Linked DNA regions of Mus musculus: regions 1, 2, 4, 5, 6 and 7 are each linked to region 3. The links are chromatin contacts, called in public promoter capture Hi-C maps. All regions are on one chromosome and are shown on one strand. The core of a region is the stretch at or near the end of the contact, and the rest is flanking DNA. Distances in the headings are between cores, read along the strand shown.

Evidence for each region. Promoter capture Hi-C pulls out the DNA fragments that hold promoters and counts their contacts. Capture Hi-C pulls out chosen DNA fragments and counts their contacts.
Region 1: a promoter capture Hi-C map of liver shows a contact between it and region 3, with 3 times the contacts expected there. The contact joins the promoter of Zfp280b here to the promoter of Bcr in region 3. A contact is called at or near these places in 1 of 39 promoter capture datasets (pre-B cells), 1 of 484 Hi-C or Micro-C datasets (regulatory T cells), 1 of 115 datasets of contacts at active chromatin or transcription factors (thymic regulatory T cells) and 1 of 9 other capture datasets (liver).
Region 2: a promoter capture Hi-C map of pre-B cells shows a contact between it and region 3, with 5 times the contacts expected there. The contact joins the promoter of Mif here to the promoter of Bcr in region 3. A contact is called at or near these places in 1 of 39 promoter capture datasets (pre-B cells) and 2 of 115 datasets of contacts at active chromatin or transcription factors (bone marrow-derived macrophages and microglia).
Region 4: a contact with region 3 is called in a promoter capture Hi-C map of pre-B cells, with 2.3 times the contacts expected there. The contact joins the promoter of Susd2 here to the promoter of Bcr in region 3. A contact is called at or near these places in 3 of 39 promoter capture datasets (liver, pre-B cells and stem cell-derived epiblast-like cells).
Region 5: a promoter capture Hi-C map of liver shows a contact between it and region 3, with 5 times the contacts expected there. The contact joins the promoter of Ddt here to the promoter of Bcr in region 3. A contact is called at or near these places in 1 of 39 promoter capture datasets (pre-B cells), 1 of 115 datasets of contacts at active chromatin or transcription factors (pancreatic cancer cells) and 1 of 9 other capture datasets (liver).
Region 6: a contact with region 3 is called in a promoter capture Hi-C map of liver, with 3 times the contacts expected there. The contact joins the promoter of Ggt5 here to the promoter of Bcr in region 3. A contact is called at or near these places in 3 of 39 promoter capture datasets (the C10 cell line, neutrophils and pre-B cells) and 2 of 9 other capture datasets (adipose tissue and liver).
Region 7: a contact with region 3 is called in a promoter capture Hi-C map of hippocampal neurons, with 3 times the contacts expected there. The contact joins the promoter of Gstt1 here to the promoter of Bcr in region 3. A contact is called at or near these places in 1 of 39 promoter capture datasets (hippocampal neurons), 1 of 115 datasets of contacts at active chromatin or transcription factors (pancreatic cancer cells) and 1 of 9 other capture datasets (liver).

Annotation. Positions count from the first base shown.
Region 1 is chr10:76,031,316-76,034,125 of GRCm38.p6, forward strand. Zfp280b (zinc finger protein 280B) reads left to right here and starts at 1,297. Exons shown (of 2, transcript NM_177475.3): 1 at 1,297-1,434.
Region 2 is chr10:75,858,933-75,861,632 of GRCm38.p6, forward strand. It overlaps Mif (macrophage migration inhibitory factor (glycosylation-inhibiting factor)), which reads right to left and starts at 1,345. Exons shown (of 3, transcript NM_010798.3): 1 at 1,129-1,345; 2 at 755-927; 3 at 421-611. The coding sequence starts at 1,236. The coding sequence ends at 545. It overlaps Gm40697 (a long non-coding RNA gene), which reads left to right and starts at 1,978. Exons shown (of 2, transcript XR_871836.3): 1 at 1,978-2,034; 2 at 2,441-2,700.
Region 3 is chr10:75,059,584-75,062,283 of GRCm38.p6, forward strand. It overlaps Bcr (BCR activator of RhoGEF and GTPase), which reads left to right and starts at 1,313. Exons shown (of 23, transcript NM_001081412.2): 1 at 1,313-2,700. The coding sequence starts at 1,443.
Region 4 is chr10:75,642,626-75,645,325 of GRCm38.p6, forward strand. It overlaps Susd2 (sushi domain containing 2), which reads right to left and starts at 1,383. Exons shown (of 15, transcript NM_027890.5): 1 at 1,249-1,383; 2 at 1-45. The coding sequence starts at 1,318.
Region 5 is chr10:75,771,942-75,774,780 of GRCm38.p6, forward strand. It overlaps Ddt (D-dopachrome tautomerase), which reads right to left and starts at 1,433. Exons shown (of 3, transcript NM_010027.1): 1 at 1,275-1,433; 2 at 797-972. The coding sequence starts at 1,382. Gstt3 (glutathione S-transferase, theta 3) reads right to left here. Exons shown (of 5, transcript NM_133994.3): 5 at 2,181-2,839.
Region 6 is chr10:75,588,088-75,590,825 of GRCm38.p6, forward strand. It overlaps Ggt5 (gamma-glutamyltransferase 5), which reads left to right and starts at 1,294. Exons shown (of 12, transcript NM_011820.5): 1 at 1,294-1,795. The coding sequence starts at 1,623.
Region 7 is chr10:75,797,245-75,800,031 of GRCm38.p6, forward strand. Gstt1 (glutathione S-transferase, theta 1) reads right to left here and starts at 1,340. Exons shown (of 5, transcript NM_008185.3): 1 at 1,141-1,340. The coding sequence starts at 1,252.

The DNA.
Region 1 (2,810 bases), core at 47-2,546, 970 kb after region 3:
GGTCGACAAAGTGAGTTCCAGGACAGCCAGAGCTATACAGAGAAACCCTGTCTCGAAAAACCAAAAAAAAAAAACCAAAAAAAACCAAAAAAACAAACAAAAAAAACCCCAAAAAACAAAAACAAACAAACAAACAAACAAAAAACAAGCACAGGCAAGAAGGAAAAGAATGAGCCGGGCGTGGTGGTGCATGCCTTTAATCCCAGCACTTGGGAGGCAGAGGCAAGCGGATTTCTGAGTTCCAGGACAGCCAGCGCTATACAGAGAGAAACCCTGTCTCGAAAGACCCAAAAAAAAAAAAAAAAAAAAAAAAAAAGAAAAAAAAAGAAAAGAAAAGAAAAGAAAAGAAAAAGAAAAAAAAAGAATGAGCATGTTGTGTTTCAAAACTGAAAACTGAAATTCGAATTTCATGTAATTTGCGCATGCTCCAAAAAGGCATTCATCTTTTGATGGTTTTTATTTTTTAATTTTTTTTTTTATTTTTAGGTTTCTTTGAGACAGGGTCTTACAGTATATCCCTGGCTGCCCTGGAACTCACTCTGTAGACCAGGCTGACCTTGAACTCAGAAATCCGCCTGCCTCTGCCTCCCAAGTGGGTGCACCACCACAGCTGCCCCGCTTTCTGATGTTTTTCAAACAACAAACACAAAACAAACAAACCGAACCTGGGACATCTGTTCTGAGTTTCCTTCCTGATAAAAACAGCCGGCTGATTTGGATTTGTCCCAGAGGCAGCTTTAAGGTTGTTTCAAATTCAGTAGCTAGGTCGTTTTCTAAGTGCAAGGGGCAAGCTTGTGTGCTTATGCAAAAGCTACACACTTGAGAGGAGCTGTCATAGCTGTAATACAGGTGGGCAAACAGTTTCCTAAAGGACTGGGAACCATCTCTGGCCCTGGGCCCAGGCTAGCTGAAGCTCCATTTTTTTTTTCCTTCTTTCTCTCTTATCTATGCCCCTCCCACCCTTCCCACCCCCACTCCTACCTCCTCTCCCTAAGCAGCCACGTTTAACTAGCAATCCTCCTGCCTCAGCCCCCGCTCCCACCCCACCCTATCCCCACCCCCGAGGGAATGCTGGAATGGACGAAAGGCCTGGCTTTGGGTTCCCAAATCTCGCAGGTCCAAGATTTCAGGGGTGGGCATCACCACTGCCTGATCGTCCCAGCTCAGTCCCTCCGCCCGCGGCAGTCACTAGGGGCGCCCGAGTGAGAGAACGCGCCCAGGGGCCTTGAGGAACCAATCAGATCGGCGCTACGCCGCGCGGCTGACCTCGCGTCCACCCTTGGCAGCCAATCACAGGTCGCCGTGGGCTAGTGCGCGCCGGCCGGGGCTTTGGTGTTGGAGCGGCGGGGCCCTGGAGGTCGTGGTGCGGGGCTTCCCGCGCAGCGCCTCGCGGGCCGGGGCGTCCGGGGGAGGCTCAGGTACGCCTGCCGGGAGGTAAGGACAGGGGCGTGGTGCTGGTGACCTCTGCGGGAGCGACCGGGAGGGGACGCCGGGTGAGGGCCTTCTGCGAGTCCCGGGGAAGCGAGCGTGGCTAGGCCGGGAGCCCAGAGACCCCTTCCTGGCAGCCTCCCTCTCCCACGAACCCCCCAGTCCTGGGGCTGGGCCTGCACCCCTTAAATGCCATTCCCATCGCCGAGGGCCCCTCACCTAAAGTCCTGGAGGCTGCAGACCTCGCTACTGGGCTCTCCGACGCCTGCCTCGAAGCTCTGCCACTAGGGAAGGAGGAGGGAGGACCACTTCGTTGAGACCCATTCAAAAAAGTAGGTACAGACGAAATCCGGGTTTGTAGATTAAGTCCCACTCCCAGTTTGGAGATCTGCAGGCCCTTGGAGGCTTTAAAAAGCCATTTTTCTGCGCCCCTCCCCTTCCCATACAGCAATATCTTGTTTATTTTGTTGGCTTTGTGCCCCCTTTGAGCCCCAGTGCAGCTCTCGGGGCTCCTAGCTAGCTAGTTTTGCTTTGAGCAGTGCTCGGTGGGTTGTGTTGTTTTGTTTACTGGGCTATGGTGTTGGAAGGTAGCGTATAAGGTGCTTATAATAACCACACAGACGACAGGGTTGAGGGAGTAGCTTAGTTGGTGGAGTGCTTGCTTGCCTAGTACTACACAAACCGGTTGTGATGACCTCGCACCCAGTACTTGGTTAAGAGGAGACAGACGGCTGTTTCTTTCGTATCAGAGCTAACAAAACGGAAAATAAGCATGAAATAACTGGTAGGTAGTGAAATGGAGTAAAATCTTTTAACACGTAAAATGTAACTAAATCTTAAGAGGTTCTCTGTCTGTCTGATTTACCCCAAGTATGTGACTTGCAGCTCTTGGACTCTCTGAAGCTATTAAAAGTTACAGCGTATATCTGCGGTAAGAGAAAAGGTCTACCTCATTTTCTGACTTCTGTTTGCTGCTGTGATTTGATAAAAAAAAAAAAAAAAATCATTACCATGGGTGATAGCAGAAGGCAGAGGCAGGCGAATCTCTATGAGTTTGAGGGCAACCTGGTCTACAGCGGTAGTAACAGGACAGCCAAAGCTACCCTGTCTTGAAAACAGACAAAGGAACAAAAATTAGTGTTTTGGAATTTCCTGCGGAAATCACAATGGTAAGATAAGTTCAGGACAAGTAGAATTTTGGAACTTTTTTGTTTTGTTTTTGTTTTTGTTTTTCGAGACAGGGTTTCTCTGTATAGCCCTGGCTATCCTGGAACTCACTTTGTAGACCAGGCTGGCCTCGAACTCAGAAATCCACGTGCCTCTGCCTCCCAAGTGCTGGGACTAAAGGCGTGCGCCATCAACCCCGGCATTTTGGAACTTTC
Region 2 (2,700 bases), core at 95-2,594, 800 kb after region 3:
AATTGTCCAGATCAAGGAAGTGGCCACCACATGGCTTAGAGCACAGTGATTCTTGGGAAGGAAAATGGGGCCGAGGAAGGTGCAGGCCCAGCTGGAGCACACTATTAATTTCTCCCCTGTATCCAAGCACCTCCCCTTCCATGACACATATTACCGGCTCCATTTGCCACTGTGGTAAGGACCTAATTAACACTCCTGACCAGGTGAATAAGTCGGCCTCTTTTATACATAAGGCTGCATAGGAGAGGCCACAAGAAAGGACATCTGAACCACTGGACTAGTTTAGAGAGGACCAAACTGGCCAGCTTCGACCCTGCCATCACACCCCAATCCCACGTTCAGAGCCTGGGCTTCCATTCAAGGTCCCCACCCTGCACCCAATTCCTCCGCAAGCCAAGGAAGCAGAAGCTGAGGCAACCGTGGTCTCTTATAAACCATTTATTTCTCCCGGCTGGAAGGTGGGCATCGCTACCGGTGGATAAACACAGAACACTACGTGGAGCGAGGCTCAAAGAACAGCGGTGCAGGTAAGTGGGGCCAGGACTCAAGCGAAGGTGGAACCGTTCCAGCCCACGTTGGCAGCGTTCATGTCGTAATAGTTGATGTAGACCCTGAGAAAATGAAAGCCTGGCTCAGCTAAGCACGTGGTCTAGGAGAGCGCGCTGCGTGCCAGTGTCCTCTGAACGCCCCCCCCTCTTTGCCTGCTGACCTCCCAGTGCCCCTCCTCCCCCTCCTCCCCTCGTCCCCCACGCACCGGTCCGGGCTGATGTGCAGGCGATCGGACAGCAGGCCACACAGCAGCTTACTGTAGTTGCGGTTCTGGGCACCACCGATCTTGCCGATGCTGTGCAGGCTGCAGAGGGCGCAGGGATCGTTCGTGCCGCTAAAAGTCATGAGCTGGTCCGGGACCACGTGCACTGCGATGTACTGGGTGGGGGGAGGGGCGGCGAGGCGGGAGGGATACAGACACACTGTTAGACCGCCTGAAAGACTGCCTACAGGGCCACAGGTCTTCCGGAGAGCTCCAGCCGCCACCCGCCGGCACACCTTGGCTTCCAGCCCCATCCCTCCTCACACGTCGGGCCGGCCCACCCCACCCTACTCTCTTCCTGTGTCCTCCCTGCAAACCTGTGCGGGCTTGCCGGTGGCCTGCGCCAGCTGCTGGGTGAGCTCCGACAGAAACCCCTCTGGCACGGAGGCGCGGGGAACATTGGTGTTCACGATGAACATAGGCATGGTGGCGGAGAGACTGCGAGCGTGGACCGGAGGACGGTACAAAGCGCGGTGTGACCCAAGCCAGGGACCTGAGCTACGTGACCCAGCTCAGTACCGCCCCAAGCCGGCTGCCGCTCCGCCTCCGCTGACGTCAGACTACGTCCCAAAGGGGCGGTGACTGCCCTTCAGCGCGCTGCTTCTGCAGAGGTCTTGCTGTGCTTCTGGTGCTGTAGGAAGTATTACATGGGCTCTTTGTTTCCTAAGATGGAAACGGAGGATGCTAGATAGTGAGGACTTGACTCTAGTGATTAGGTTTGTCGAGGCATTCCAGGTAGATGCTACAGATTAACCGTATAGTAAGAAGTTCAGGTCTGAGAGATTTCTGTTCCAAGAAGAGGGAACTTAAGTTATTGGTGGAACCTGTAGGTTGGCCTTATTTCTCATGCTAGTGGGCTAGGATCGACCTACTTTAGTGAATACAACTTAACCTCAAACAATGAGCCAAAAGCGTGATGGCTTGTACTTGGAGAAAAAACAATCCTTCCTTGCCTTGGGAACTTTTCTCTAAGCTCAAGAAATTAGCCAAGCCCCATCACTTGCTTGCTTTTGCTCTCCTGTTGTACCAACAGTCAGCCCTCGATCCCCTGCCTGGCCCAGTATCACCTTCGTCCCACACACTTTCAACTGCGACTTTTTGTGTGTCCTGAGCCTCCTGGGACACGTGTCCACCAGGCCTAGGCTTGTGAGTGTGAAATGGGGAAGGAGGCAGAACGGAGTCGCCATCTAGTTACTTCCCTACATTCCTGTTACTCCACACAGGTGAGGATGCTTGGAGAGATTCCCAGGGGAGGAGTGGGCAGCAGGCTGTGAGCCAGCGGTACTAACTAGTTCTGCTCCTCTGGCCAATTGCCAGTCCTCAGGGAAGCCCTGCTCAAATTAGATCCAGCAGAGTCACCCTTATCTAGAGCCCTTGGTAGACTTTGTATAGCTTTCTCATTAACAAGTGAGACATCCGACCGGTGCCCAGGAAATGTCACGGGAATTTTGGGACTTCCTTTGTTTTCCCTAGCCCTTTTTAATTTTTGTTAAAAACTTTACAGTGGATCAAGAGATTGTAGTGTGGGGACTACCAGTTCTGTCTGTGATGTCAAGGTTTCTATTAGGTTTCTGACAGAAATGAAGATATTCTAAAGAGACACTTGTGCCCCCTCCCTTTGGCTAACAGACTATTGAAACAATGGTTCCCAAGGAAATGGAATTTTCTCTGGAGTCTCCTGCTGGTGAAAGAGAAAGGCTGGAAGGCAGAGATTTTATGCAGCTCTGGACGCTTGTCAGTCTTGCAGAAGAGACTGAAGCTTGACAGTGCTGCTGGGGGATCACATCTTGAGCAGAATCTCTTAGTTCTACCTACCTCTTGCCCTCTATTTAAATGTAAACTTCCTCTGGCAGGACCCTGAAGATGAGCTTGGGGTGACAGTCACTGGA
Region 3 (2,700 bases), core at 63-2,562:
CCAGCCCTACCAACGTTAACACAAACTGAACCCTACTAGGTGCAGACAACAGGCTGGATGGAAGCGAGTTCCAGGGCCGGAAAGAGAATCCCGGCCTAAGTCAGGGAGGCCCTGCTGATCTGGCTGCTGGCGCTGGGCTCTAATTCTCTAGAAAAGCATGATAACAGTTTATAACCAAGGAAATAACAGTTGTGGAAGCAGGTGTTCTGGTTTTATCTCAGAGCTCGGGGAAACTGAGGCACGGAGATGGGAGAAGTGGTCAAAATTGAAGCTGTTCTTCAGCTGCCAAATCCTATTGCCTTTCACCTCACCCAGCAGGCTGGCCTGGGTTTCATTTTGTATTCTGGAGAGTTCCTGCAGAGAGCATCTCTGCTAAGTGCCTCAGATCCCTAAGCTTCGTTGGGAGCCATTAAAGATTTCCTGTCTTCCACCAGCTCTGTTGCTGAGAAGGAGGTGTGCGATCCTTTCACAGAAAGAAAAAGACCCCGAAAATACTACATTGGCCTCCAGAGGTCAAAAGTCATTACTCAGGAAGGGAGATACGTTGACCGAACAGATGGGGAGACATTCCTAAGTTATCATTCAGTGTAAGGAGTCCGGTGACAACTGAGTGGCCATTGTGAAGCTTCATCACCCACCTCCAGCACCAGAGGTTCACTGGCTAGCACCCGGGCTGTTGGCTTGCACCGTTGACCTGCCCCGGTTGATTTCTCAATAGTTTGGGCCCTGCTGGGTGTTCATTGGTGCGGTCAGCACCGAGGTTGGTGGATGCAGAAAAGAGGAAACAGGCATGAGAGTCTCCGTGGTGAAAGGATCGCTTCGAATCACCCGGTCTGGGGCGCCTCTGTGTACAGAAGGGGATCAGACCGGTTAGCAGCCGTCCCGGGTCCGATTTAAGGACCCAACGCTCTTCCCGCGGCGCGGCCCCTTTAAGAGGCGCGCCCAGCCCCGTCAGCCGCTCCGCGGCCACCGCCCCCCGGTCCTCCCCTTCCTGCAGCGCTGAGTGCGGGCCGGGGCGGGAGTGCGGCGAGAGCTGGCCGTGTCGAGCGGAGCGCCTGCCCGGAAAGCTGCGGAGCGGGGCGGGGCGGCGCGGGAACCGGAGGCGAGGAGCCCGCGGGGCTGCGGCCGTGGGCCGGCGGTGGGCCTGCTCTGCGGAGGACGGCTCCCGCCGCCGCCGCGCGCGCTGCGGAGCCCCGCACACAATAGCGGCGTGCGCAACCCCGCGCCCTTCCCCCCGCCCGCGCGCGCCCCCCACCCCCAGCCGCCGCCGCCGAGCCTCCCACCTCACCTGCGGCCCCCGGGGGCGGGCATTGTTCGCCGCCGCATCCGCGGGGCCATGGGAGCCACCGGGCTCCCCAGCCCGGGCCCGGTGAGAACGCCGCGCCGCCGCTGAGCCGGACTCCGGGCGCGCAGCTCGGCGGCGCAGGTGAGCCGGCCGCGCCATGGTGGACTCGGTGGGCTTCGCCGAGGCGTGGAGGGCGCAGTTCCCGGACTCGGAGCCGCCGCGCATGGAGCTGCGCTCGGTGGGTGACATCGAGCAGGAGCTGGAGCGCTGCAAGGCCTCCATTAGGCGCTTGGAGCAGGAGGTGAACCAGGAGCGCTTCCGCATGATCTACCTGCAGACGCTGCTGGCCAAGGAGAAGAAGAGCTACGATCGGCAGCGCTGGGGCTTCCGCCGTGCAGCGCAGCCCCCCGACGGCGCCGCCGAGCCCCGAGCGTCCGCCCCGCGCCCGCCGCCCGCGCCCGCCGACGGCGCAGACCCGGCGCCCGTCGAGGAGTCCGAGGCGCGGCCGGACGGAGAGGGGTCACCGAGTAAGGGGCGGTCAGCGTCCGCCCGCAGGCCAGCGGCTGCTGCATCGGCGGACCGGGACGACCGAGGGCCCCCCACCAGCGTGGCGGCGCTCAGATCCAACTTCGAGAAGATCCGCAAGGGACCTGCCCAGCCCGGCTCTGCCGACGCCGAGAAGCCCTTCTACGTGAACGTCGAGTTCCACCACGAGCGCGGCCTGGTGAAGGTCAACGACAAAGAGGTGTCCGACCGAATCAGTTCCCTGGGCAGCCAGGCCATGCAAATGGAGCGCAAGAAGTCCCAGCAGAGCGCCGGGCAGGGCCTGGGGGAAGCACCCAGACCCCATTACCGTGGGCGCTCCTCGGAAAGCAGTTGCGGCCTTGACGGTGACTATGAGGATGCAGAGTTGAATCCCCGCTTCCTGAAGGACAACCTAATAAATGCCAACGGCGGCAACAGGCCCCCTTGGCCGCCCCTGGAGTACCAACCCTACCAGAGCATCTATGTCGGAGGCATGATGGTGGAAGGGGAGGGCAAGAGCCCTCTCCTGCGAAGCCAGAGCACTTCAGAGCAGGAGAAACGCCTAACCTGGCCTCGCAGGTCCTACTCGCCTCGGAGTTTCGAGGACAGCGGAGGTGGCTACACGCCGGACTGCAGCTCCAACGAGAACCTCACCTCCAGCGAGGAGGACTTTTCCTCTGGCCAGTCCAGCCGCGTGTCACCAAGCCCCACCACCTACCGCATGTTCCGGGACAAGAGCCGCTCACCCTCGCAGAATTCGCAGCAGTCCTTTGACAGCAGCAGCCCCCCGACGCCACAGTGCCAGAAGCGGCACCGGCAGTGCCAGGTTGTGGTGTCTGAGGCTACCATCGTGGGTGTCCGCAAGACTGGGCAGATCTGGCCCAGTGATG
Region 4 (2,700 bases), core at 133-2,632, 580 kb after region 3:
GTCCATCCTGTGCCCCGCAGCGCAGGGAACAGCTTCCCTGGGCACCTGGAGAAGAAAGCCCCGTGTCCCAGGGTCAGCTGCCTGACCAACAGGGCCCGTTTCCCCTGGAGCCTGTGAGAAGCGTCCATGAGACAGACCAGGGATTGCTATGGCTACCAAGTGGCATGGTGGAAAGCCACCGGCTCTGTGGGCGGGGCTCCATTTTAGCACAGGTAATGGAGTGGCTTTGTGGGTCCTCACAGCTAAAAAAGGGTCCCCGTGCTTTCTGATAGGGTACATAGTCACCAAGAGTCCTACTGAAGGCCGGGGAGGGAATGGTATCTGGGTTGAGCTTGTCCCATCTCTTTCTGGGGGTGGGACACAGTTGAATCTCAGAGAGCCCCACCCTCTGAGAAGGCAGCCAGGACACTCCCTTTTTAGGGGATAGGAGGGGACATTCCAGTGAGGGTTGCAGCACAGTGTAGTTGGGAATACCCCATAGAAACTGTGGAACATCCTGTCTAGGCCTAGCTGTTCAGCCCACTTCCTCTGTGGGCTGTGGAGACCTGTGGTAGGGCTGTACTTCAGCCCCAGAGCTGAAAAGTGGAGACTGGGGTGAGGTACAAATTCCCAGGCCAGACCACACCTTCCCCAGACCCTTGATGGAGATCCACCAGGAGCCGGGCTGCGGTCTAAGCCATTAGACCACCTCACTAAGCTTATACTCCGGAGCAGCAATAAATATTTATCGGCTAAGGTTTAACGACTGCAAGGGGTGTGGGAAGATGCTTCAAGATGCCATGAGATAAAGTACCAGAAGGGTGGTGGCACTTGTGTGAAGCAGGAGACTGCAGGCTGGTTAACTCCCAGCTCAGCTCAGGGAAAGGCCATGGCTCTAGGCTCATCCTTCCTGCTAGACTTTCTTGGTTGCGCCGAGAAGGACCAGCACAGGGACAGATGAGAGGCAGGGGGTTCCCTGTGTGATTGCACCCTTCACAGAGGCTGGGCTGCAGGCTCTGGTCTTCCGGGATTCCCTCCCAGGCCCTTATGTGAGTGCAGAATGAGCTTGGTTCAGACCTCCCATCTCCACCAGAAGTGTCTAGATCCAGGAGCCCCCCCCACCCCCCCAGTTTCTTCCCAGTACTCCCCAGTGTAGTCACAGATGGACTGCCAGATGGATAGACAGCTGAGCCCAGAGGGGTGTCTGCTTAGGGCCTGGCTGATCAGGCAGATGAACAGGGAGGTCAGAAGGACAAAGTGGGGGCATACCTGCTGTGAACCCGGGGCCTGGTATTGTTGAGAGCAGCATCAAAATCCAAGGCAGGAGGGCCAGCTTCATGGTGTGCCCTGTGTCTGCAACCAGCAGGCAGCACAGTGGCTCAGAGATTTGCAGGGCAGGCTCTTGCCTGGCTGGCCAGGCCCCGCCTCCTGACCCCGCCCAGCGTTCTGCGGCATCACTCCTCCCCTCCCCTGCCCTCCCCGCCCCCTCTCAAAGTCCACAGGTGCCGATAGACAGGCAGAGCCCGAAGTGCCTAGTTAGCACATTCTTGTAGCATCATCACAGCCTTGGGACCCTGTGTGAGAATGAGGGGCTGGAGCGTCCAGATGCTAAGACCTTTGGCACCTGAAGCGGAATGGCGAGACAGCTCAGACCCTGGGGTCACAGTCCAGTCTTGTGTGTGAGGTTTCTGTTGGTTGGGTGGGAGAAGTCCTGGCCCCTTAGGGCAGACCTAGACCTCTGCTTCCCCTAGGGAGGTGTTGCTAACACACACTCAGCCTGACAGGCGGAGGTGGAGAAAGAATTAATCTGTTTGGATTTTAAGCACATAGCATGGACTTGAGACTGGGTCATTTCTGATGAATAGCCAGCCAGCTTTAGAGTCACTACCGAGACGGAGGAGCCCAGGGCTGAGGCCAGCCTAGCTCCAGTGTTGTCAGTTGGGGAGCTAACAGATCCTGTTGAGGGTTAGAAGGAAGGAGCCTGGTGGAGACCAGCTACTGGCTTCTGGGAGACCTTGATACTAGGGTGACTCATGAAGGACCCCAAAGCTGGGACTCTCTCTCACTCAGGGATTGTCACCTGGGCTAGACATCAGGACAGGGGATCTGTAGTGTTTCAATGCAGACACACTGGCTAGCCTCACAGGGGAGGAGGTGCTCAGGTGGCTGGCTTGTGAACCAAAGCCATCTGATCTGTGATTCTCCTCTGGTCCTGGGTCTCAGCCAGCCTATTGTTCTATGGGCCTAGTCCCCTCTCACTTAGAATGACTACCCAGAACTAGTCGGGGCTGGAGGTGACAGTGTCTCCCACGAGTATCTGAGGAGACCCGAGGTATAGGAGTGGGAACCAACTACCCCTAAGGTAACCCTGCCCCTATTATACCTGCAACCCCATAGGTGGATTTGGTTGAGAAGTCACCACCTTCCAGGGGAAAGAAAATCTACTAAGCCACAAGGGGCTCTATATGGGTGCTTTTGTGTGCACACTGAGGTCCTGTGGTGGTAGCAGTCGATGCTAACAACCCAGGCCCAGGATTGCGGTAACTCCCTACCCTGAGAGGCATGGGTAAGCAGAGGGGTATGGCTAAGTGACTGCTGTCCCCAGCGTCTTGGCTGTCCAGATGGCTGGCCTGGTAAGGACCCATCCTGGGTTGCCATGCTTCCAATCCATGGCCTTGGATTATTAGGTCTAGTCAACAGATTCTTCTCCATTGAGGGCTC
Region 5 (2,839 bases), core at 183-2,682, 710 kb after region 3:
GCACCAGGGTGGTTGTGCACAGGGCTGACACCCTCAGGTTTCCATCTGTAAAACTGGCCCAATACAGTTATCTATGTCAGGAAGCTACCAAATCTGCCCTGTGCTGTGTGCACGAGCATTACCGTTAAGAAGTATTGTCCCCTCAACTAAAGGACAGCATTTGAGCATCCAACAAAAGCAGCCATTACCAACTTTCCTGAGCCCACTAGGACTCCATTTTGGAAGGCTCTTTCAAACTTATCTCCGTAGTTCTTCACAGGCCCGCTCCAGCCTCAGGAATATGAGACTCTAACTCTGCCTCAGAATGTAAGGATGGGGAGGGGGGAGGGGAGGGTCACCTTGTGGGGGAGGTCTTTTTATCATCCAGCAACTCTCCCGGAGCCTTATCTAGTTCAAAGGTTATCTGCCTCAGGACACAACCAGATTCCCTCGGACCAGCCTGGAAAAGTTCTCCCTTAAAAAACCAGACCCCCTGGTTCAGTGACGGTGAGGAGGCCACTATCACAGTGGTTAAGAGGGTGCCTAAGTAGATTCTCAGTACACACAAGACTACACTGGGGCTTCCCAAACCATCCTTTCTCGGGGCTGTAGAGAGTCGAAGGAATTGAAATCTTGCTAACATTCTGATCACAGACCCACCATTCCAGTGCCTGAGGAGTCCACCTTCGTGGACAAGGACACTGAGTGCTTTCTGGAACCAGCAAATAGTGACACCCCCCCCCCCCCCAACCTCATACAGAGAGACTGAGTCCTGACTCCAGACGCACAAATACGTTCCCTCACTGGCCCTGCATACCGGTCCTGGTCCAGGGACAGCTCCTCGGTGAGGAACTTGAAGAAGCTGGCGCTGTGAGTGCGGTTCTGCTCCGCGGTGCCCACAACCCCGATGGAAGAGACCAGAAGGTGAGCACAAGGCTCTGTGGATTTGTTCATCAACAGGGTCATGCCAGGTCGTATCGTAACGCTCACGCGCTGCAAGGAACACAAAAGTTAAATCCTGAAGCTTGGGCAGGGCATGGCTGGTGTTCAGAAGGGGGCGCGCCAAATTCTTAACGTGGGGGTCCGAGGGCTCCGGGTCTGGGACACTGCCCAGGATCCTTGGGAGTCAGTCACGTCAGGGTCACGCCTGGGAAAGACAACCAGGAAGGGATCTAGGAAGGGAGGATAGGACACGGAAGGTCAGAGGTTACCAGGGGAGTGGGGTCCCTGGGGATGGGAACGGGTCATTGGGAGGTCCGACCCTAGCCCACAAGTTCTCGCCGACCCTCACTCACGTCTTCGGGTTTGTCCAGGATGGTGGCTGTGGCCGCACACAGCCGGTTCTCCAGCCCCGCGGGTATGCGGCTAGCCGGCAAGTTTGTTTCCAACTCAACGAATGGCATGTTAGCGGGAGAAGAGTGGGATCGCCAAACGGTAACTGCACCGGGTGAGCTGTGGGAGCCAGTAGAGGTTCCAGAAAAGGAGCGCGGGGAGGGGCGGGGAGGAGGCGGGGCCAGGGAGGCGGGGCCGGGGAGGGAGAGCACAGCTCTGTTTCTCATTGGCCAGGCAGACTCGGCCCTTCTAGATTGGCTATCAGAGATACGCCTCTTCCGCTGTCACGTGTGCCGGCTCCAAATTACTGGTCCCAGGTTCACTACCTTTGGCCCTCCCAGTCGGCAGGTGGCTCTGTTTTTCCCTCTGAGCGTCCCAGCTAGTTGCCCACAAGGCATACATTTCTATAGGAGACTTAAAGGCTTAAAGTTTCTTAAATGATTGTGATCATTTCAAACTCAGTACGGGAACCGCACTTCTTTTGAACAATCTTGAGACCAAATAGCACGTGAGGTGTGCTTAGGCAAGACCCTAGGACAAGGGCATCTCTCTCTGGTCCCTAAGATACCTGAGTTTGTAAACTCTTCTGTCAGGGATAAATCATTGTCCATTAGAGAGTGGTAGAACTACTTAAAACAAACCAATCTGGCCGGGTGGTTGTGGTGCAAGCCTTTAAAACCAGAACTCTGGAGGCAGAGGTAGGCAGATCTCTTGAGTTCTAGGCCAGCCTGGTCTACAGACTGAGTTCCAGGACAGCCAGAGCTACACAGAGAAACTGTCACACACACACAAACCGAAAAAAGCAATCTGTCCAATTACACATAGGAAAGTGTGCATACTAAAGGATCCAGAAGCAAAACCATTACTCTTCTGTTAACAATGTATTTATTAGGTAAGGCACATAAAAGACGTCTTATGGCACAAGATTAAGTAGCTTGACAGTTTGGAGCCGGAGACAGGTAGAAGGCAGCAGTCAGGGTTAGAATGCTTGGGACAAGAATTTGGAAAGTCAGGACATACCAAGCAACTTCCACTCCCACAAAGGAACCAGCCCTGCACCCCACCTATGGCAGGAAGCAAAGACGCAGAGGACAAAGGTCTTTCACTAGTCAATCCCCGTCTCTTGCATGTATTCAACTGAGAGATCATAGATCCTGCATGCCAAAACTGAGGAAGGGAGGCACCAGGGTTGAGGAGCACAGAGGGTCACGTGGTACCAGATATCAATTATATGTATATGTGTATATACATGTATATACAAATATGGCTTGGAGGATGGGGGAAGGTTCAATGGTTTGTAAAGTTTCAAAGAAAAGGAATATGGCCAGATACGTTTCTCCCAAGTATTTTCCTGGAGCTCTCTCCAGAAGTCAGATAAGAACTGATGTTACAGCACAAGCCAGGTGGGGACACAGAGGGAACACAGGTGATGCAGAGAGGAAATTGCGGACCAGAGACCCTATGTCCTAGTGACAGCCAAAGAGCCAGACAGCCTCATCTCTTCGCTTGCACGGCCCCGAGTTTCCCT
Region 6 (2,738 bases), core at 44-2,543, 530 kb after region 3:
CTTACAGGAAACAGCCTCCCTTGTCCAGGCTTAGCAGGGACTCTGGGTGTGACACTTAACAGGATGGGTGGCCAGTGCGGGCATTCCCTCTCTGGGCCTCTTTTTTTTTTTTTTTTTTTTTTTTTTGGCATTGCCAAGCCGGGGGGTACGAAGATGGGGGCGGGGGGCATGCTCAGTGGAAAGAGAGTGAGGAATGATGGGAAGGCCTGAAACCAAGAGCTCTTCTGCCCTGCACATGTATTAATTCTGATCACGAGAGCACATTGGTGGGTCCTCACTGCTCCAGCTGCCTCCCACTGGAACATCCTGAGATCATGGAAAGATAGGACCCAAGCCAGGCTCCCAGAGGAGGAGGCTCACCAGCACAGAAATAGCCCTGAGTTCTTCTGGACTCAGCAAGTGGGCCTCTGAGCTGCAGAAAAAGGGAGGGCACTTGAGCAGGGCAGCCTCGTCCTTTAGAGGTCTAAGGTTGAGTTTATGGGTCACTATGTCCCAGCACTGTGTGTCAGCAGCACTGGGTGTCAGGGCACTGGACATCTGGCCTGCCTGCCCACTCCCTTCCCACCCCATGCTCAGATGTTTGGATGAGGCTGTGCCAGGCTGTAATAAAACGGTCCCGACGAGGCTGGAGAGCTGGCTCAGCAGTTAAAAGCACTGACTGCTCTTCCTGAGGTCCTGACTCTAAATCCCAGCAACCACATGGTGGCTCACAACCATCTGTAATGAGATCTGATGCCCTCTTCTGGTGTGTCTGAAGACAGCTACAGTGTACTTACATATAATAAATAAATAAATAAATAAATAAATAAATAAATCTTTAAAATATTTTAAAAGATTCATTTCTATAAAAATTTTAAAAATTAAAACAGCACGGTCCTGAGTGGCTACCTTGGTCTACCTTCAGCCCCATCTCTGTACCAGCTGGGTGATTGCATTGAGAGGCTGCCTGGGTGGAACCAGTTGGGAGTGGAAGCTGGGGAATGGAGTTTCACCCTGCAGGAGACACCCTGACCCTGAGCTGTTGGGAGGCAGGAAAACAGTGAGAGAGGTTCCCTGAGTTCCATGTCCCAGTTCCCCTGGGTGCATCAAGCATCACATTTCCAATGGCACTGGGACTGAGGAGTCTTTGGGTGGTGTTGGGGCAGCAGGGCAGGCCATGGGATCAACTGGCGATGGAAGAGTTAACAGCGGCAGCTGGCTCTTCTCAAGAAAAAAAAAACTCCCTGTAGATGCCTGGCTTGCCTCCAGGGTTGAGCCTCGGGAGCTGAAAACTGCAAGTTCAGACCTGTGGCTAGTTCTGCCTCTGGAGGAGAGTGTAGCAGCAGCCTGGCCACAGCCTGCCGTCTGTCTATCCATAAACCCAGGCTGGCTGGCTTCCTGTTTCTCCTCTGTAACCTGCCTGGCCACCTATCTGTAAGGCTGTCCGTCATCCTTTCTGTCCAGTTGTCTGGCCTGTGTGGCTGTCTGTCTTGACCCATCGATCTTTCCCCTCTGTCCAATAGCCTGAGATCACCCTGTGTAGCTTCTTTTCCCTTCAGTTTGTCAGTCAGTTTGTCTGTCTCTGTCTGTCCACTGCCCTGTGTGTCCAGTTGCCTCCCTCTCTGTCCCTGGGCCACTGAGCCATGGCTTGGGGTCACAGGGCCACGGTCTGCCTGGTCCTGCTGGGTGTAGGTCTAGGTCTGGTTATCGTTGTGTTGGCTGCGGTCCTTTCTCCTCGTCAAGCCTCTTGTGGTCCCGGTGCCTTCACGCGTGCTGCGGTAGCGGCTGACTCCAAGATCTGCTCGGATATTGGACGGTGAGTAAAAAGTGGGTGTGAGCTCAGTGGCCCTTGGCAGCTAGCGGGTTGTGCCTGGAGACTGTGTAACTGTGGTGGGGGTGTGAAGAGGGACACGCGAGTGCCGGCTGTGCTTGCGGTGGGGTAAAGGCCATGTGTGGTTTGGCTTCCTACAACAGTCCCAGGGCCCTTGCACAGAATGGTGTATGTGTGTCCATAGGGAAGATGGGGACTCTGGACAGCATTGCAAAGATGGTGTGAGTCTATTATTGAAGATCGGCTATACAGTGCTGGTTGGAAAGGCAGACTGGATGAGACCTGTGACTTTGTGCCTGCTGGTTCTGACCAAGACTGGACCTTTTTCAGAAACCTGGGCAACGGGCTTCAGGGTTCCATACATTGGTCTGCCCTGCCACAGAGAGAGGGAGGTCCCAGGGCCAGTATAAGAAAGCACGTTACAGCTGTCAGGACCTCCCTCTCTGTGGCAGGGTCTGGCCTTGGTGAGTGGAGTGACTGATGTGGAGGCTGGGAAGGAGGGAGAGAGACAGACAGAGACAGACACAGACACAGAGAGAAAGAGAGGCAGAGACAGAGAGACAGAGACAGAGAGACAGAGAGAGGAAGAGTGGGGAGAGAGAGACAGACAGAGAGATAGACAGAGAGACAGACAGAGAGAGAGGCAGAGAGAGAGGCAGAGAGAGAGGCAGAGAGACAGACAGAGAGAGAGGCAGAGAGAGAGGCAGAGAGAAGCTACAGTGGTTGTTTCCTGACCTTCCAGGAAACCCAGCCCATGGGAAGCCTATGCTACCCACCATGCTGCCACAGGATTACCCTGAGGCAAGAAGTCACTCCTGGTCCCCTGCCTCCCACTGGGGCCCTGAAACCTGGACAAGCCTCTCCTTTTTTCTGGTCATCTGGGTCTCCTTCCCAGAATATCTGCCTGGTAGCCCACTGTCAGGGTTCA
Region 7 (2,787 bases), core at 90-2,589, 740 kb after region 3:
CTAAATGGGGTGCGCAGGCAGGGCTCCTGTGAGAGAAGAGGGGGTGGCCCCTTGCCCTTGATACAAAATAGGTATCATACGCTTGACAGGTCCTTGTGGGACTTGCCCGCTAGCAGCCCTTTCTGGTCTGGATTGGTTTTCTTCCTGTTGATGCACTCCAGGTAAGTTTCTAAGTTTGCCTCCTTGCGCTCAGCCCCACAGTCCTCAGTGGCTCCCATTGCCCCGGATCAAGTGGGGGATTCTCACTCTCCCTTCGTTTCCTAGTGGAACCTGTCTCCCTCGACAGGCTTATTTTTAACAGCCTACTTGAACATCTTTTTATCAGTTCCCCCCCCCCCCCGTCCTCACCCCACCCCCACCGGGCCACCCCCTCCCCCACCGGCCTACACCATACTCTGCAAGGGCAGAACCTGTGGGGGGTTAAGTACACTGTACCTAGAGGTGACAGTGAAGAGAGACGTGAGGTTTCAGACAGAGCGGGACAAGCAGTGAGACAGTATGGAGACGGCCACAGCCCATTATGCAACACTTTCATTTTGCTACAACCCTGTCTTGCCAGAGCGCAGGGCTCTCTCAGCGGCCAGCAGGGAGGAGGCTCCAAGTTCCTGGCATACCCCCATGCAGCAGCCTCTCTCTCTTCGCAGCACAAAGAGAGGCAGAGAGAAAGGGAAAACAGAAAGTCAAGAAAAGGAACGACAAAAAGGAATTCCAATAGACCAGGTTGGCGGAGAGAGCCTGTTGCAAAGGCAAGGTACTTGCAGGGATGGCTCTGTGTAGTACTGCCCATCTCAGCACTGGGGGAAACGATCCGAGGAGTGACTGCCCAGATCTCCACATTTGTTCTCCTAGCTATGCCCTACACCCACTACTCTTCTGGAGGTCCCTGTAGCTAGGTCCAAACTGCTTGCCCGTTTCTGTTGCTAGGTCTGCACACTATTCAGTTTCAGCAGGTCCTGGCCGGCGTCTATTCCACAAACAGCAGAGTTGGCGGGAGTCCTGAACCCTGGTTCTCTCTGGTGTCTTTCTATTGTGGTCTCTAAACCAGAAAAAGCCTGGGAAGGGGAGAGTACAGAGAGAGATCCCCTAAGTCCGTCTTGCCTCCCCTGTTTCTCAGATCCCCAAAGCCGTAGCCCTGCCCACCCTTGCGCAGCTCCACCGTGTGCATCTGGAACGGGATATTGTTCTTCTTGGCGAAGATATAAATGGCGCGACAGGGCTGCGACAGCAGATCCAGGTACAGCTCCAGAACCATGGCATAGGCGGCGGGAACCACTTCTGTAACTGGCCAGACTATCAAAAAGTCCAGGCTGGCTAGTAGGGATCCCTATCAAGCCAAGTGTGGCCACGCCCCCACTGGGCGGATACCGCAGCCTGGCCCTTCTTTCTAAAGGGGGAGCTAGCTTGTGTTCCAAGAGCCCTGCAACTGGAATCTAGCACGGAATGAGCCAGAGGACACAACTGGTCTCCTCTGAGTGGGCAGAGGAGGTGTTAGAGGGCCTGGCTGCTAGTCCTCTTGTGGCCGGTTTAGTTGAAAGCAGAATGTCTTCAAAGGTATACCCACCCTATCTAGTGTGTTGTTAGAATTCCCAATCGTCCCCACTTCCCAGATGGGAAAACTAAGGTATTCCTCCGGGACCTACAAGCCAAAGATATGGACCAGCACCACCAGCAAGAAGCAAAGGATGCTGTGGGCCTTTGATGTCACTCGCATCTCAGCTCTGTCATTTGACAAGGTTGGCCTTCCTGTACCTGAGAGCATTAGCTTCTCCATCCTCTGACATTTTAGCTCCCTTTGGACTGTGATAGAGAAGTACCTTAGATGTAATTTTTGAACAGAAATGTACCATTAGTCCCAGGCCAAGGTTCCCGCAGTTTCCATATCTGATGAAGGTTATAAGGTTGTAAGGTGGGAAGTTCCTTGCTGTTTATACACATAGTGAAAGAAACGTGTAGATCCCTTTCATGAAAGGTTGAGTCCAGCCGGAAGTGGTGGCCCACGCCTTTAATCCCAGCACTTGGGAGGCAGAGGCAAGCAGATTTCTGAGTTCGAGGCCAGCCTGGTCTACAAAGTGAGCTCCAGAACAGCCAGGGCTACACAGAGAAACCCTGTCTCGAAAAAACAAAAAATAAATAAATAATAAATAAAAAATTGTCCTTATGATTCTGACAACTTTGTCCCTGAGCTTAATATTGAAACTGAGGGCCCCAAGACTGAGTGCCGATTTTTCCAGATATCATATGCCTCTTCATGGAGTCTGCCACGATTCCTGTTGGAGAAGCCTGTTATTAAGGTCCTCCATGTCCCCGGATAGCTCTCCAAGCTTGGTGCAAAATGGAGGACTCCGTTTCTCAGTGGGGTTTCCCTTTCTTTCTATGGCCTTGGTTGGGAGTATCTGAGCACAGATGCCCTACCTTGTTTGGAGGATGACCCTGTGCAGAGCTCTCTGCGAGGGCTATGTGACTCAGCACACAAGTCCCGCTCTGCTTCCTGCCCATATGATAATTAGGTGCTGTGCTCTGACCAATTAGCCCTCTCTACCTATACTCATAAGATCCCTTATGTACCCTACCCCTGAAACAACAGAGTTGTCTGGAGGTTGCTGACTCCTGGAAGTTCTTTTGTCATAATCACAGCTTGATAAATCCGTTTCCTCAGCCCTGATAGGCAGTCTATTTTGGTTGAATGAGGCTTGCTCTGGTGACCCAGTAGAAAACTCTACAAGGGATGGAACACCAAGCCGTGTTCCCAGAGACAGGTGCCTCAAACCACAGAATCCCCAACTCCAT